2 separate regions of the Triticum aestivum genome follow, and region 2 is linked to region 1. A link is a contact called in public Hi-C data. All regions are on one chromosome and are shown on one strand. The core of a region is the stretch at or near the end of the contact, and the rest is flanking DNA. Distances in the headings are between cores, read along the strand shown.

What was found. A called contact is a pair of places that touch in the nucleus more often than the background predicts.
Region 2: a contact with region 1 is called in a Hi-C map of leaf, with 4 times the contacts expected there. The contact joins the promoter of LOC123132344 here to the promoter of LOC123132342 in region 1. A contact is called at or near these places in 3 of 5 Hi-C or Micro-C datasets (all in leaf).

What each region holds. Positions count from the first base shown.
Region 1 is chr6A:106,640,264-106,644,867 of IWGSC CS RefSeq v2.1, forward strand. LOC123132342 (EH domain-containing protein 1) reads right to left here and starts at 2,716. Exons shown (of 16, transcript XM_044552117.1): 1 at 2,480-2,716; 2 at 2,280-2,359; 3 at 2,130-2,198; 4 at 1,964-2,021; 5 at 1,796-1,848; 6 at 1,655-1,697; 7 at 1,512-1,573; 8 at 1,221-1,340; 9 at 983-1,085; 10 at 814-863; 11 at 1-117. The coding sequence starts at 2,711.
Region 2 is chr6A:106,828,992-106,833,595 of IWGSC CS RefSeq v2.1, forward strand. It overlaps LOC123132344 (T-complex protein 1 subunit eta), which reads left to right and starts at 2,613. Exons shown (of 14, transcript XM_044552119.1): 1 at 2,613-2,781; 2 at 2,917-3,174; 3 at 4,074-4,199; 4 at 4,298-4,501. The coding sequence starts at 2,767.

The sequences.
Region 1 (4,604 bases), core at 1,466-3,965:
CTGAGAGCATTCAAACTTTGATAGGAATGCACCCCCAAATGTTGTAAGACCATTGAAAGGCATATCAGCTTGGACTGCAATTGTATTGCCAGGGACAGTCCTTTCATCAGATCCTGACTGATGTGGGGGGAAAATATGAGAGATCAATGGGATAAATACGAGTACATTAACAATATAAGCAAATAGGGAATGCAAATTGATAAGATTTTTATGTCAAATGTCAGCCACAAATCCTGTCTCAAAAGAAAGTGCATAAATATTTTACACGTGTGTATTAAAACTCTAGCCACTAAAGGAATTTTTTAATGAAAAGTGGGATAAACAAAACAGCAGTTGTCTTCTGTGTCCCATTGTATTTCAGCAAACTACGAGCACAACACCGTCGTGATAAAAAACTTCTCAAACTCCTGGGTTATTACCAAGTTATGTGTTTATTAACAGCTCTCATCAATTCATGCTTTTGCTGACATAGAAACAAAAGCAACTACTTCCTCCGTCCCATAATATAAGAACGTTTTTGACACTACACTAGTATAAAAAACGCTCTTATATTATGGGACGGAGGGAGTATTAAATCCTCACATCATGCTACAAAATTGATGAAGCTGGGCAGAACAGACTCTACTGTCATTGGTCCATATCTGTATGCCATCTTTGTTTCTTACAAAAGAAAGAGCTGATGTTTTCCAATCAACATAAACAATTCAGTTAACACTGAAAAGCAAGCATTCCGAGTAAATATGCTCAAGCAGTAATCATCTGAAAAATCTCTTATCCTTGCTGCATGTACATAAATATTCATGCAACACTTACCATCACAACCACAAATCTGTCAGTAGTGGGCTCTGGTCCGATATGAGCTCCTGCATTTCGAAAGGCCAATTAAAGTTGCAGTCTGATGTTATAGAGAAACGTACCACCAAAGTAGATGGTGTGGCTAAAAATGAAACTCAGGTTTTCTGTATTAAATAAAGCCCCAAACCTGGGAAGTTTGATTTCAACAGGTGCTTAATGAATGTTGTTTTCCCTGTAGAATATTGACCCAAGAGCATAACCATTGGCTTCGCATCGAAGTCACTGTTCGTCTGAAATATGGAAGAATAAATGCAATGACATGAAAGTAATGACTCAATAACACAATCAGGATGAAAGAAGATGAGGTTGAGAACATTGTGATCTGTAAATCATAGGAAAACAATGGTTTAAACAGAAGTCTATACCAGCAATGGGGAGGCAAAATCATTGAACCGGTATGCAACTTCTAAAGGCTTCAGTTTTTCGATGTAGAGTCTTTTCAAGCCATCAATTACAGAAGTAACAGCAGTCAGAGGCGTTTGAATCTACAAAGCACCAAAGAAAGAGACTGCTGTGAATACATGCTCTAATTGGCAAAGACAGCTTCGATGATTCAATAAGTTACAGTGGTTTAGTTAACAACAAAGAGAGAAAAATAATATGTGCTGCAATGACAAAGTTACTGAAAATGGAAAGATTGCACATAAGTAGAGTACCTTCTTTGCTGATTTGGAACTGAACCAGCTGTTTGTAGAAGGTGCTTGCACCTGAGGGGTGCCTGAACAGAACAGAAATGATTAGCATCATAGAGGACTTTATTATCATGATTTACCGTGGGAAAAGGGGGCAGACTGATTACCATTTTCTTGTGGGCGAACTACATTCACAATAGCCATTGATCTCTAAAAAAGAAATACCCATTACAAAATACCATGTTAGTGTGAGAGGCGGTAAATTTACTTGAATGCCACAGGGTAATCTATACATTTTGTAAACTTACAGCAAGCAGTTCATCAAGACCTTTCATCACAGGAGGATCGAAGCTACTCAGATCTGCAAACACAGCCACAAGCCATCCAGCTCAAACATCACACACAGCTGAACTCAGCGGAAATAAAAACAGATGAGGCGCAGTTCACAGCCCACATCATAACAAGGTGTCACCAACCTTCACGCTTGAGACTGTCCTGGGTGATCTCATTGCCCGCTTGAGCGAGAGAAACGAGCTGCAGATTGCAACAGACGAAACCGTCAACACCGCACAGTCACATCTCACATCTCCTACTACCAGCAGCACAGACGCGCCTAAACGGTGAGGGCAAAAGTGGGCAAACCTGCATCGCAGCCGCGAACTCGCCGAAGCCGAGGTACCCCTGACGCTTGGAGTCAGCAATCGCCCAGACCTTGAATCGGCCGACAACGGACTAGTTAGACTCCCATCCACCAGCGGCAAAACTCGGGGTATCGGCGGCCGGTTCACTCACCTGCTTGAGGTCGGCGCGGGAGAGGCCGGACATGGCGAAGAACTTGGTGGCGTCGGCGCCCGTGACGCGCCCGTCTCCATCTGCAGGGACAGCCGGGGACGCGGCCACCGGAGAATCAGCAAAGCGTCGGCCATCCCCTCCCAATCCTTCGATTTGGGGGCGCTGGTGGTGGGAACGGCGAAGGTTGCGAGAACACGCACCTGGGTCGGCGATGGCGAACCAGTCGGCGTAGATCCTCTGGTGCTCCTTGGAGCAGCCCACGGCGGCGGCGGACCGCGCGATCTCCATCCACGGCCTCCCTCCTCGAGTCGGCGGCGGCGGCGGTGGCGGCGGGCGCGAGCAGCAGCGGCAGCAGGAGTGGACAAACGGAAACCTCACGGGGTGCGGGTGCTCGTCTCTTCTCCCCCTTTTGGGCGTGGAATGGGGAGGCATTTGAAATCGGGGACCCCCCACCCTGCCCTACCGAGCACGCGCCCCGGCGATTTTTTTCAGTTTCTTTAATGGGGCTGGACGCTCCCCTTTATTTTAGGGCTGGACCGGTGCTCGGAATTATTGTTTGGAATGAAACGGTGTTCGGCCCATATGACTAGACTAGAAGGCCTGTTAGGTCAGTTGTGGGTTGTTTTTTCTTTTCATCTGGGCTGAATGAAAACAATCAAGAAACGTCTCCCCTCTCGTTAGGGTTTTTCCTACTCTCGGCGATGGCGGCTGGCCTCCCGTAGAGACTTCTCTCCCCTACCGTTCTACCCCCTCCGGTGATCTTTGGTGTCTTGGGGCCTCGGAGTCGACGGGGGATTGGCGACGGCGCTAGGGTTCATACCGCCCGCGGATCTAAACAACCTCGGGCTAGGGCATCATGGGTTCTTCTGCGTCAAGTTCGGGAACAGCCAAATCCGATCTCGAAGCAATGATGGCGGAGCTTGGGCTTAAGGAGGATGAACTGCAGGATGTGGTGGTGGAGTAAGGCGAGCTGCCGGCGGAGGTGACCCGCTGGATGGCGATCGCCACGGTACACTCCGACAAATCCTACAACCAATATTGGTTCTATGAGAACACGAGGGTGGCCTGGGATCTGGCGCAAGAGGTGCAGATCAGGCCGCTTGAGGGTAATCTCTATACATTGCAATTCTCTTGTCTGGGTGATTGGGAAAGAGTGATGGAAGAAGGACCGTGGAATTTTAAGGGAAAGGCGGTGGTCCTTGCACCGTATGATGGGTTCACGAAGCCTTCATTGATTGAACTGAACAAATTGACATATGGATCCAGATCCACGTCCTACCAGACGGATACTTCCCCAAAGTAAAGGCTCTTTCATCGACAGTGGGCGAATTCATATTTACTGAACCTAAATTGCACGACTTTGAAGGTAACTTCGTGCGTGTCCGGGTGAGAATTGACGTCACGAAGCCCCTCAAAAACGTTGTTTCACTTGTGATCAGAAAGAAGGACTCCCTAGAGCGAGTCATCTTCAGGGTAAACTATGAGAGATTGCCTGATTGATGTGTTGTGTGCGGCAATTTGGGGCATCTGTTTAAGGAATGTGGTGACGGGATTCACCCTGCGAAGGCGTTGGTGTTCAAGGATCTCAAGGCGAGCTGGTTCAGGGGACCGGGCAATGGACCGGGAGAAGGCAGTGGATCTAGGGGAGGCCGTGGCAGAGGCCGCACTGGTAGAGGTGGAGGTCGCTCGACCATGCAAAATAATCCCATGTACAACCAGGATCGTGAAAGCTCAGAGTATGATTCAGAGAAAGATGTTGCTATGGAGGAGGAAGATAAGAATAGGAAAAGGGTAGCTTCTGGGCTGCTCTTATGGTTGATCAACATTCCCCAAGCCAAGCGGTACTGGCTAAAACGATGCTCTCGCTCCCTGCACCAACTGTTCCAGCCAGTCCCTCGTCCAAGCAGGAACCGAAGAGGAACAAGCCTAGTACATCTACCAGTGAGGTTGCTGCGAGTAAGGCTCTAGCCCTCGACAAAACCACCGATGCGTGATTGGCGGGCCTCCCAGTGGGGTCGCGCCCAGCGCAATGAGTCTGCTAAGTTGGAACTGCCGCGGAATTGGCAAAGCCACAACAGTTCGTGAGCTTCGCGAATTAGCGAGGCAATTTGCCCCCTCTATCCTATGTAGTGTAGAAACACAAATAGAGGGATCAAGAGTTGAAAACTTAGCGGACACTTTAGGTTACAATAAAAGTTTTGTTGTTAGTAGTTCTGGACGAAGTGGTGGTCTTGGAATTTTCTGGAATGATGAAATAAAAGTTGAAATTACTGGTTACTTGAAGTACCATATTGATACTCTTGTTGATGGTTTGGCGGATTTGCA
Region 2 (4,604 bases), core at 1,363-3,862, 190 kb after region 1:
TTCTTGTTCCTTTTCAGCCAAGGTAAAATTACAAAAGGATAGCAGATAGAGGTGCATCACCGAGGAAGGCGAAAGGTGATACACTCTCAACTGGTGGTTCTGTAACTGGAAGCAACCATATTAGCAGGTCTTCCTCTCCTAAGGTGGCAGATGGAGCTAGGAGCTCTAGGAGCAAGTCCAAGCTATCTTCCAATCCTGCATGCAACACTAGGAGCAAGAGGGGGAACTTGTTGTGAAAACGGTGAGCATTCCTTACCGGAACCTGCATGTAATGTTCTTGTTGGTCCCGAAACATGCTTAGTATATTGTTTTTTGTATTGTACTACTTAGTAATGTTGTTGTTGGTCCTGGAACATGCTTAATATCTTGTTGTATGTACTCTACTACTCGGTAATGTTGTTGTTGGCCCTGGAACATGCTTATTATCTTGTTGTTGTTGATCATTGCTTATTGGGATTTGTTATTCACCATTGATTGTTCATATCATCACATTGATGCCCACAAGATCAAACTAATGCCCACAAGATATAGTTCACATCAACAAGCTAAATTTGAAGCATTTATTTCGCAACATCAAGCTAAATTCATTATAACATGCACAAGATTTTGTTCACAACATCACAAAATCACAAGATCAAATTGATGCCCACAACATATAGTTCACAACATCAAGCTAAATTCAAAGCATTAAGTTCACAACATCAAGCTAAATTCATTACAATCTCACTGACTAATATGCATTCTTTGAACCAAACAAATAGGAAAGAAGGCAAATGCCCACAATTATCGTCATAAATGCCCATGTTTCAATATGGTCATGCATCTTCTTCAACTCTGACTTTAGCTTCTTCTTCTTCTTCTTCTCTTTGAGCTGTGTCACCCTCTTCTCTAAACGATGAGATCTGAGCCAACTTGCTTCTAGACCATCAATAAGTGACTCAAATGCACGCCCAACAAGATCTGAAGGAGGAGGGTCAACCCAAACAACCCATTCACATTGTTCAGGAAGCTACAACATCAAAAACCATCAAAATTAAATCTCTGCACCAAATTGAAGCAAAGCAGAGACATCAGACAAATTACATCTAACTGGCATCCAAGAAAACGTCTCCCTGTGCTTGCTCCTCCCCAGGTGACATGGCGAGTGGGAACGAGCCCGTGCCCGGGGCACCGATGCTTGGAAAGATCCTCAAGGTCACAGTAACTCGGATCCGGCATGTCGAACTCGGACGGGAACTGCACTGTACCGCCCCCGTCGACCTAACAACAGGCAAATCCCCAGCTTGAGCTCGCGGAACCCTAATGAGAAATCCACAAGGGACAAATCCATGAAAGAACTTACCTCTACAGCGACAGATGAGCTCGCGCACGACATGCCAGAGGTGCACATCCATGAGCTCCAGAGCGTGGCCTCACTCCCCGAGCTCCAAGTGCGCCGCCAGTGAATTGCCTTCCACCCTGTTCCTGGCGCTTCTAAGAGGTGGAAGAAACAGAGTGCGGGGATAAGTCACTGGGCCCACATGTAAGAACCAGGGGCTAAAATGTCCAAAAGACGCCCATATACCAGTCAAACCTCATTGACCTGACGGAGGACCCGGAGGGGGATTTATGTAAGGGACACAGACGGAAGAGGGGTGTTTTTGAGCATACCAGAAAATTAGGGGCAAATGCCAGGTGGTGGCTCAAGTTAGGGGGAGAAATGGAATTGCCCCAACTTGAAAGTTTATAGAAAAAAAATCTAAAAAACAGGATGTTAAGAGGGTGATGTTCTATTGCCATGCGAAATTTCAAGTTCAAACACATCACCAGTCACTATTCATTGCAGAATTTGTTCTTTTCATAGCTCGTAAGTGGTAATGCGTCTGATCTTCAAAATTCCAGATGCTAATAGAACATATCACTCTTAACATCCTGTATACCTTTGAGTTTTTTTTAACCTTAAAACATCGTTTTCACATGATTTTCATCGATTTTTCACCGAAACTTGATTTCCATGTGATATTCTCTTAATTAGAAAGCCCTTACATATAGGTTGGAGAAAAAAACCCGTATACCTGTCAAAGGAATAGTACGTGTGCCTGTTTGTGACAAGTTTCAATGGAGATAAATGATTCAGAAAATTATCACTACCAAAAAATATTGAAAATGCATGCTGCACATCTTATTCAAAATGCTAAATTACTGTATTGTTTTTGTGACTAGAGCATTTTTTTTGAGCATCAGTACAGACACAAGCGCTCATATACACGCACATGCACTCACCCCTATGAACGCACACACGCACACCCTACCCTTATGAGCACCTCCGAGAAACCGAGTCGGCATATTATCTTGAGATTTACGAAGTCACCGTAGGCGCCTCGTCGTCGACGGAAACGTCTCCTCCCACTGAAAGCGCATCACCGGAAATCCTGAAATAAATTCAGGAATAATGCGAGTACCAGGATTTAAACCCTGGTGGGTTGAGGATACCACTGTCCACTTTATGTAGCATGAAAAATGACACAGCGAAAGTTGTCATACGAAATGACGTGGCCTCATCGAAGCCGCTGAAAGCAGTAAAATCAAGGGCTCACATCAGGGCAGGAGCGAGTACTAGAAGGCTCGGCTGTGTTTGCTTCGTGGGCTTTCAGACGGACCTCGCAACCTAAACCGCAAAACCCTTTTCCCTCCTCCCCACTTCCCTCTCGGCCTCTTTCTTCTCGCGCCGCCCAGATCTCTCGCCCCACTCCAAACCCTAGCTCCGCCTCCGCGCAGCCACCAGCCATGTCGTCGATGATGGTAAGCTCCTCCCCCGCGGAACCCTGATCCATCCGCGCCGCGCCGCGCCGCCGCCTCCCCCTCTCTCGCAAGCAAGCAAGCTTGGGATCGATCCATGGCTCTGACCCGTTCCCGTGGGGTTTCCGTTTTCCGCAGCAACCGCAGATCATCCTGCTCAAGGAGGGGACGGACACGTCGCAGGGCCGCGCGCAGGTGGTCAGCAACATCAGCGCGTGCACGGCGGTGGCCGACACGGTGCGGACCACCCTGGGCCCCCGCGGGATGGACAAGCTCATCCACGACGACAAGGGCACCACCATCTCCAACGACGGCGCCACCATCATGCGCCTCCTCGACATCGTGCACCCCGCCGCCAAGATCCTCGTCGACATCGCCAAGTCTCAGGACTCCGAGGTATCCATCCGTCTGCCTGCTGTACTGTTGTTACTCGCTGTTGTTGTCACAGAAATAACGCCCTCAGTGTCCTCTCCTTGATGCATTTCTGGTGCATTGGGGCTTAACGCTGTTCGTGCCTTAGATAAATCGAGTCTATTACGTGCATACGGCTGCTCTGTAGACTGTAGTTTGATCTTGTTATTGTACCAAAGCGTGTTTTCTTGTTTGCAAATGGAACTCTAAATAAATCCTTTGCAGCATTGCCAGTGTTATTAATCCGACTAGAGTAAATTCGTTAAAATGCAATGGTCTCCTCTTTGATCTGGGGACCGACTAAAACTATTATCCCCCGTCATTCAGCTCACAGTTATCCCACGGATGAACCCTGATATCCACCTGGAAGATGTGAAATACCCAGCTCAAACTATTGATTATGGGCATCTGATGCCGCCACTGGGTGACATACTGATATCTGCTGTTTGAACTCAAAATTTGTCCACACAAAGGGTTATTTTTAGCTTTGGTTCGATCAACATTTCTCATGTTGTATATTTGCATGGATGTACTTTATATTGCAATCTGTGTACTTGTTTGTTTTGATTTTATCTTCTCTGATGTTCAATTGCTTCCCTGTTAACTAGAAATTAGCTGTGAACTACAAGGAATTGCTTTCTGACTTTCCTACCAGCGAATCTATTTCCAGTTTTCAGGTTATGCCTTTCTTGCAATGAGTGCATTTTTTAGAATTGGTGGTTAATTACTTGGTAGTAAGAAGTGAAAGTGTCATGAACCGCAGCAGTTGCTTTTTACCGCTGGTCTTAATTTCTACCACAGCACTATCTGAGTGACCTATTAGTTTTAGCCTTTATTTTCTTGTTGGGACGTTTTAGTAACATCAGTTTTATTGTTTACTTCAGGTTGGTGATGGCACAACTACAGTGGTGCTTCTTGCTGCAGAATTCATGAAGGAAGCTAAACCTTACGTGGAGGATGGAGTGCATTGTCATAATATAATCCGTAGTTATAGGAGTGCTGGCAACATGGTCCGTGACCACCATTAATTTTCTATCTTTTGAATGGCCGAACTTTGACTTGCCTGTAAACTCTGAAGCTGATTCTGTTAACCTGAAATTTGCATCAGGCGATTGAAAGGGTTAAAGAGCTCGCAGTCAGCATAGAAGGAAAAAGCCTGGAAGAGAAGAAATCATTGTTAGCCAAGTGTGCTGCCACAACACTCTCATCAAAATTGATAAGCGGAGAGAAGGAGTTCTTTGCTTCTATGGTTGTGGATGCTGTCCTTGCTATTGGTCATGATGACAGACTTAACCTTATTGGAATTAAGAAGGTAATTTCCAGCAATTGTCACTTTGGTAGGATATATGCTTTTCTTCTACTCATCCATACTTCAGTCTTCCAACATGCTAGAAATGACATTAGTATATAACACT